2 separate regions of the Gossypium hirsutum genome follow, and region 2 is linked to region 1. Evidence: chromatin contacts called from public Hi-C data. All regions are on one chromosome and are shown on one strand. The core of a region is the stretch at or near the end of the contact, and the rest is flanking DNA. Distances in the headings are between cores, read along the strand shown.

Region 1 (4,430 bases), core at 865-3,364:
CTTTGACCATATGTAAATATATATACTTGATTATAATTACTAAACACTAAGGGGGGTTTGGATCGCCAAATCTTAGATAATGTTCTGTAATAAGATTATAGGAAGAATGTGAGATTAACTTGTTTATTTTATTTGGTTGAAATATAAGATACATGTGTTTAATTGACGGAATGTAATATTACCTAGAAGTACATTTTATTCAATTGCCCTTGTTATAGAATTTTTTTTTATAAATTTAGTTCTTTTAATAATTTTTTAGCCTCAATTTCCATAAATTATGATAAATTATTAGAATTCTTACTCTTTGCCAAAATTTATATATTAATAAATAAATATATTATATTGAAATAAATTTATAAATCATAATTATAATAGTTGATGAAAAATTATTACAACATCAACCATAATTAATATATTAATAAATGAAATATAATGATTATAATTATAATGTATGATATCAACTAGTTCATTATTAAGGAAAAATACTTTTATTTTTATTTTTAATTAGTCTTAAACTTTATTTAACATAGAAGCTTAAATTGATAGAATAATAAAAACAAAATGTAAGTAAAGATCACACATGTACTTTAAGATTACTTAAAAAATGGGTCATAATGAATTACAATTTATATTATGAGATGACCGGAATGTTGAAATTTAATATAGTATTATACGTCATAATATAATATTGTATTCAGGGAACCAAACACCAGTTAAAGATATTCATGTATCTAATAGGGCCTAGACTCAATTTAACAAATTTCCAGACCCGAAAAAGTAGATTTTCGGTCCTCAAAGTATAATAAAAATAATTTGTATTTAAATTTGATTATAAAAATATTTATAAATTTGAATTATTGAATAATAAATTATGTCGGCCAGAGATTGAAAATACAAAACCTAAACATGGTTGGGGCGAAGCACCTGGCTCATTTACCTTACTTTGTTCATTGTATAAAATTTGAGTTTTTCGACTATTGATGATTAACGTTTCACTATATTATTTTAAATATAATTGATTATTTTAACTACAACAAATTTCCATCCAAACACTTTCACTGCAACAAATAATGATAATCTATACTTATATATTAAAAGAGTGTCTATGCTATTGCCATGGTGACAGGACAGGAGAAAATGCCTTAAAAGCAATTGGTAGAAATAAATAATGAATAATTCTAAATTGTTGCTTATACAATTAGATCCCTATTTGAAGCATTTAAAATGTTGAATTAGGTCCATGCCTCTAATTAATTAATTAATGTAATTTGTTTCTAAATTTAGACTAAAATAATTATTTTTGAGCAAAATTAAAATAAGTTATATTTCTTCAATTTTAGTCTCTCTATTATACTTAAATTTGAGATTTACTTTTTATACTTTCATTTCTAATATAATTTGGTCTCTATATTTTTTATAGTATTATTGATTAGTTCAAATAGTTAAAATCATTAACTTTTCGATTAAAATATTACGTAATTATATTAAAATAAAAAGTAGATGAATTAAATTCTAAAAAAGTATTGACTTAATTTTTGGGTAAGCAAAAGCAATAAAACCCTTTTTGAAAAAAAGAAAACAGGCATCAATTACTAGGAATTAATTGTTGATGGCATAAGATTACTTACAAATTGGCATGTTGAAACTTTCCTTTGTACGAGCTTAAGTTAGTAATCGATTTTTTTATTATTGAAGTTGTAGTTACATGAAAGTGGGCATGAGAACTAGCCTTGAAACAATTTTTTAATAGATGGAAAATGTAAAAAAACTAGTTAAAAGAGACGGAAAAGAAAATTAAAAAAAAAGAATATAAAAGAAAAAATTAAATTACTCAAAATGAAAAATATGAGGATTAGTTGTAGAATTTAACTTAAATTTTTATTGAAATGATGATTTAACATACCACATCAGGTTGTTGTTACACCGTTAACGACAATTAACTGCTCAAACACTAAAATGTTACAATATTTTAACTTAAGTGACTAAAACGTAATATCTCAAACATAAATAACTAAAACGTAACGTGAGATAAAATAAAAACGACTATTTTAATAGTTAACCTTAAAAATAAAACATCAAGTTACAATTTTAAAAATATCAAATTTCAATATAGTGGATACACTAAAATCAAAATTAGACCAAACGTAAACGACTGAAAAGCACTGCTCCAGTTCTCTCAGTAGGGAAAAGAAAACTAAACAAAATTCACCAAAGACTATACGTTTTTCGCTTTAATTGGTGATACTTTTGCAGCTGCTACAAATAATGTTCAAAGTCAAAATATTTGTTTCCTCCATAAAAAACCTACTTTCACATCCCCAATTTGAGCATCAACAATGGAGGGGCATAGTGAAAGTGAGGTTGAAATGGGTTAAGAATCGTAGCCTTGACCACGTGATTGATACCGACACCGATCTCAAAGCGGCTTGCCTCTTGAAGGATGCTATTAAACGCTCGCCCACCGGTTTTCTCACTGCCAAGTCTTTTGCCGATTGGCAAAAGCTCCTCGGCCTCACTGTCCCCGTTCTTCGCTTCTTGCGTAGGTATTTTTTGGCCTCATATCCTCCATTTTTTAAATGCCCTTTAGCTGGTTTTGCAACGATGAATAGTTTTTTCTTTTCTCTTTTAAAAAGCTTCATTTTAATTGCTATTTCTGTTGTTTACTTTTTGCATTGTAATGTAGCAGTTGTTATACATGATAAAATCATTATTTATATTATATGAAAAATTGATTAAATTTACATCAAAATCACCCTTTTTGTTACAAAGAAATTTGTGCTTTTAGTTTTGATTAGCCAATATATTTGTATTTTTCTTTTTAATGGCAGAAGCACAAAGCAATGCCCTATATGTAGGTTTTGGCATTAGTGAATCCTTTTTGGTGGGTAATTTGCTGTGTTGTTATATCTCGTGATACCCGGACACTTCATTTTTCTTAAAATATTTGTATTCGACTCCATATTTCCGATCATAGCTCCTTCAAAATACACTGAAAAACTTAGAAGAATTTGAACATACTCGTCTAAGACATATATATATATATATATCTGTATTTGGCACTCACCTCAAGCCTGATTAACATAACTTGGTAGACATTGTCAAAAGAGTGGTTTTCCTTGTTTAGTAAAGTGATATTAACTTGAGTTGAATATGTAGAATAGTAGTTGGAAATTGAAAATTGGTTTTTCCGACTCTGTTTTAAGTGTCCTACTCTGTTTGACGAATTCCCACATTGCTGTGTTGTTATATCTCGTGTTACTGGACTCTTTTACATTACAATGGCTATAAACTGTAGAGTAAAATTGTTCAAACACATAAAAACTTTGAAAATTTTGAGCATTCTAATGTCAGGCATATATACCCATATCTTGCACTAACCTCGAGCATGAGTAACATAAACCATTTGGCACTAACAAGAGACCTTGTTTAATAAACTGGTATTGACTATGAGTTGAATACGAAGTATAGCAGTTGGTGATTGCAAATTGGTTCTTCTGAATTTGTTTTAGGTACCGTACTCTCTTTGAAGAATTCCCACATGCACGTTACGCGAATTTGCCTTGCTTTCGATTGACGGGCACTGCACTCTTGTTAGATTCTCAGGAGCAAAGCATACACCAAGCGCATGAGAATGATACCATAGAGAGGCTTTCAAAGGTGCTTATGATGATGAGAAGTAGGACTGCACCTCTTCAGTCCCTTCATTCCTTGAAATGGGATCTTGGTTTGCCAGATAACTTCGAAAAAGTGTTGATGCCGAAATACCCTGATCATTTCAGTTTCGTTAAGGCACCAACTGGTGTTTCAGCTTTGAGACTCAAACAATGGCGCGAGGAATTTGCTGTTTCAGCATTGGAAAAAAGTAACGAGGGTGAGGAGATGGGAGATGAGTACAGGCAATTTAAGAGGGGCCAAACCACATTAGCATTCCCGATGAATTTCCCAAGGGGTTATGGAGCACAAAAGAAGGTGAGAGCTTGGATGGAGGAGTTTCAGAAGCTTCCGTACATATCTCCGTATGAAGATTCTCGGCATATTGATCCTAATAGTGAGCTTATGGAGAAAAGGGCTGTTGGTGTATTGCATGAGTTTTTGAGCTTGACAATTCATAAGAAGACCAAGAGGAACTACTTGAGAAGCTTGCGAGAGGAGCTGAACATCCCGCATAAGTTTACTCGATTGTTTACTAGATATCCTGGGATTTTCTACCTCTCGTTGAAGTGCAAAACGACGACTGTGGCTCTCAAGGAAGGATACAGACGGGGAAAACTAGTGAATCCACATCCTCTTGTTCATCTAAGACATAAGTTCTATCACGTAATGAGGACGGGGCTTCTTTATCGTAGTAAAGGTGCGAATCTGATACCTCGAGAAGACATTTTGCTGAAAGACATGGAGAATAGAATGGAAGACAAAGAAGAAGAAGGTGA
Region 2 (4,430 bases), core at 1,193-3,692, 130 kb before region 1:
AATGCACTGTATATTTGTAAGCCGATAACCTTTTCCACTTGTTCTCCTCTACCGACCTCCTTTTGCACTGCATGCCATTGATATTAGAAGGTGACATCAAATATGTTGATATATCCTGGAAATAAACCAACATTCCTCTTTGCTTGAACTTTAGCTTACATTTCCAAAGCTCCTCATGGTCTCAGCTAATATGTTTGTGTTTTCTTGCTGTTCACCAGGCAATGCATTCACCTACTTGTCGGGATTGTCGGGACAGCCAACTAATGGAATATCGGCGCCACTGTCGTGCATTCATTGACATTAATGTCCTCTAGTGGTGACATTCTTACTTGGGGGCACTAAGCAAAGGAAGCAGCCTTTGTTTCCAAAACATGAAAATGGTGGCGATTGGTGTTTCCACTGAAGGTGTGTGAAAATAAACAGCAAGTTTGACGGTGGGACAGTGGCGATCTTTCATGTTCTTGGGTGTTTGGTTTTTAATGTAGCATGCAAGAAACCATGAATTTTATCCTAGTGGGTGTAAGAGTATGCAGGTTTTGATTAAAATGTGACACTTTATGTACTATTTTGAAATTTTAGAAGAGATATAGCAAAGTGGGAATAGACCAAGATAGGACACTTTATTCATTATGTTTGTTGTTTGTTAAGTTTCCATGTCCGACACATACAACGAAATTTTTCGGATTATTGTATGACAATGCAGATTACCCTTTTGTTGAGAAATTTTATTAAGAATTTATGTTGTGTTCTGATCATCTAGATGAAGATCAAAGAAGAATTTGTTTTACGCTTTCAGTTAGATCAATAGCTTTGTCAAATATTTGTAGATATAGTTTTTTGAGTCCTTAACATGAGACTAACAAGAATGTCTACTCTGCTGCTGTACTCTGTTCCTTTAAAATACATCCTCTTTTGCATCAAAATTTCACAAGGATGATTGAATCCAATCCAAGAACAGGGATGAGGATGATGAGGTGTTCCAGAAAAATGAAGTTGATGCAGGAAGATTTAGATTGATTATGATGGAAAAAAAGAGGGTCTTCTTGAGTAGTGGTAGTCAGATGATACAAGTTGTTCTCACCCCCTATGGAATAGGCACAAGGCCTAGTCGGAGGCCGGTTATGGGGCCGAGAAATGTGTCCATTTGAAGGGAGATAAAGATTTTCCGGTCTGCAGTAGAAGCCCCACAAAATCCTACTTTGATTTCCGTTATCATAATAACCCACCCATTGCTGGCAATTTGCTTCTTCTACCTTGTCACGCTTCAAAATGCTCATCCTCAAAACATTCAACAACAAATAACAAAAAGAACATAAAAAAATCATTGACCACTAGAAATATAAACATTGTATTTCAACCATCTACTGTGGAGCCAGCATCCATATTACCTGATACTCATGTAAGAATATATATCCAATATGCTATACCGGTATTTTATGTAAAAGAAAAAAGAAAAGTGTGCAGAGGCTGGGGCTGTGGCTGGGGCTGGGGCTGGTGAAGTCAAAGAAGGTATGCAGTGATGGTTTGAAAATCTTAAGGATGGCAGAGAAATCACGAGAGACAAGGAAAATTGGAAGACACTTGGATTTTCCACTTTATGTTCCTTTGAAAACAATTATGATTACTTGTTGTTACATGTTAGTTTCTTCTATGTTTCTGTTTATGGCCATTCCTCAGTCACTACAGAAAAGAAATTCATACCTGCAAGTAATTGATATGTTAAATCTACAAATTTTGGAAACAACGAATCTTTTGTTGAAGTGACAGCTTTTATCTCACTTTCAAAGGTTTTAGTGCTTAATAACTCTTACTCCAAATAAAATTACTTTGTTATCCAAGCACGTGAAACATGACGTTAACAGTAATTCCAAGGCTGATATTCAAAGATTATGGTCGTTTGCTGTAAACTGATGTTCTAAGGCTCCGCCTTCTTCCTATTTACAATTTACCAAAAAAGGAAAATTTCCTTTAAATTTTAGTTCAATAGATTTTGAATTTGTTGTATTAATTTCTGGACAATCCGCAACCGTAACATCAATACCTGAGAAGCGAGACCTAGGAAGCAAATACGTGCAAGTTTCCGCCCACCAGCAACAAGCATGAATATGCTGTCTAACAATTCAAATCTAGAGAAAGAACGGGGAACAATAGTTGACACTGGATGGAATCAAGACATGCAGGAAGCAGGCAGCAGTACAACACCACACATAGATGTCAACAATTAAACACTATGGGATTATACTGAACTTGTCCTTTCAATCCATCATAATAACCAAAAAGACTCATCAGTCTGCAAACCAGCCAGGACGGGCATTCCCACTCCACTCCACTCCACTGCTAATTAAAACTCTATAAATTCCCAGCCAAAACAAACGCTTAAACCCATCTCCTCATCATCATCATCACTCATACCTATAACTTTTCCTCTTTCAGCCGCTCAAATGGCCAAAACCAACCTCATTGTACCCGCTGCCATTCTCGCCGTCCTTTTGTTTGCTTACGGGATCACATTTTCCAAGGAAGCCCGGGTTTTGAAAGCCGACCATAAAACACATCACCATTCCAGTCTAAATGTGAACGTCAAGGGTGACGTTTTACCAGATGGATCCGCCACTGTCAACAATGTCCAAAAAGCTGCCTATCGCACCGACGCTTTCCGTTCCACGACTCCCGGTCACAGTCCCGGCGCTGGTCACTAGAATAACTAGATTTATCATACGAAATATTATATTATTTTCATTTTAAGAACGTACTGTTATCTTATAATATCCACTGTTTGAAATAATGTCTTATATCATCATTTGTAGCCTTTTTAATCAATCTCATAGGCTATCTTCTATCCTATGATATTGTTTGATGAGATGAGAAAGTAGTATTAAGTACACGAAAATTGCATCTTTGTCTCCATTAATGCATTATTAAAATGACTAATGCTACTATTATGTTCTTATTTACATATAATATAAAGTTTGATCTTTCTATTTAGGGTAATAGCATCAATAGAGTACATCTAAATATTACAAAGTTTGGAGCTGTCTTGTCTTCTTTAATTGCCTACACCCTTTCAAGTCACCTTTTTTAGATAACCAAAACCTCATGACCTCCAACTATTATTGGTCATGACGCATAACTTATGAGCTACAGTGATAGCCAGAATGATGGTATGAAATAGTAACGTTATATTATTTGTATATTTTTAATAATTTAATATTATATAAGTATTTTTATTTTAAATTTTAATATTTTCACTTTGATAAAAATTAAATTTAAATGAAAATTTTAAAATTAAGATGAAATTATTGATGTGATATTAAACTATTAGAAAGAGATAATATCATTAGTTTATAGAATTCTTTCTAATGAGAAGAGATATTCTAAAACTGTCATTTCAGATCATCTCTATCCCTTTTTAAAAACTTTAAATTAATTGCTCTATAATTCCAAATTCAATGAATATAGGTATTAATTAGGTGATGGAAGAAAGATAAGAGGATGGGAAAGGATAAAGTTTTAATTGGATACAAACTACTATCCTTTTATGGAAAAAAATTATTAAAATAATTTTGGTTCTGTAAGTAATGCATGTTGCTGGCGGCGGATTGAGGGTGAGAGAGTGGGCTTAAACCCGTATCACGTATCATCCCCTCAAAGTCAACAGCTGATATCAAACTATCACCTATCTAATCTAACGGCCAAAACCACAACTACGTTTGGGTTAAATCCTCTGCTTATACCCTAGCCGCATTTTCTTTCTCTTCTATTTTCTGTTTCCTGGAAACACTCGGATTCAACTTTTATTTTATTTTATTTTATTTTGTTTCCTAAACGAATAAAGGAAAAGAAAGAAAGAAATTAAAACTCAGATTCAATTCAACTAAACATTCAAATCTTTTTAAATTTATATTATTTTCCTAAGATAATAAGTGCTAGCGGTTTTTATTAATAAAAAGGATAAGGATGCAGCAAAATAGTGGCTTGGATTCGCAACCGTCGCAGGAACAGAACCAACGGCAGCAACAACCTCCACGATCGCAGCCGCAGTGGGTGGCAATGCAGTATCCGGCTGCCGCTATGGTAATGCAGCATCAAATGATGCAACCGCAGCACTTCGTGGCGCCGCCACTCCCACCTCAGCACTACATGCCTTATCACCACCTTCATCTCAATGGCCACGCGCAGCAAGGTTCCGGCGGAGGTAGCGGTGAGAACAAAACCGTTTGGGTTGGTGATTTGTATCATTGGATGGACGAGAACTATCTTCATAGCTGTTTCGCTTCCACTGGCGAGGTTGAACAAAATCTCATTGACACATTTAGATGCTTCTTTTTAATTGCCTAATTTGCTCTGATTTATATTCTCCTGTTTTCGCAACAGTTACATTGTCATATTTCACGGTTTTCTGCTGTTGATATCGTTAGTACGGATTATAG

What was found. A called contact is a pair of places that touch in the nucleus more often than the background predicts.
Region 2: a Hi-C map of leaf shows a contact between it and region 1, with 4 times the contacts expected there. The contact joins the promoter of LOC121228902 here to the promoter of LOC107957556 in region 1. A contact is called at or near these places in 17 of 34 Hi-C or Micro-C datasets (anther, callus, hypocotyl and 2 more).

The regions. Positions count from the first base shown.
Region 1 is chrA05:29,056,475-29,060,904 of Gossypium_hirsutum_v2.1, reverse strand. It overlaps LOC107957556 (protein WHAT'S THIS FACTOR 9, mitochondrial), which reads left to right and starts at 2,114. Exons shown (of 2, transcript XM_016893094.2): 1 at 2,114-2,543; 2 at 3,510-4,430. The coding sequence starts at 2,266.
Region 2 is chrA05:29,190,999-29,195,428 of Gossypium_hirsutum_v2.1, reverse strand. LOC121228902 (precursor of CEP8) reads left to right here and starts at 2,442. Exons shown (of 1, transcript XM_041111918.1): 1 at 2,442-2,699. The coding sequence starts at 2,442. The coding sequence ends at 2,699. It overlaps LOC107957552 (polyadenylate-binding protein RBP47C), which reads left to right and starts at 3,539. Exons shown (of 6, transcript XM_016893086.2): 1 at 3,539-4,287. The coding sequence starts at 3,958. It overlaps LOC107957551 (probable inactive heme oxygenase 2, chloroplastic), which reads left to right. Exons shown (of 5, transcript XM_016893083.2): 4 at 1-16; 5 at 219-755.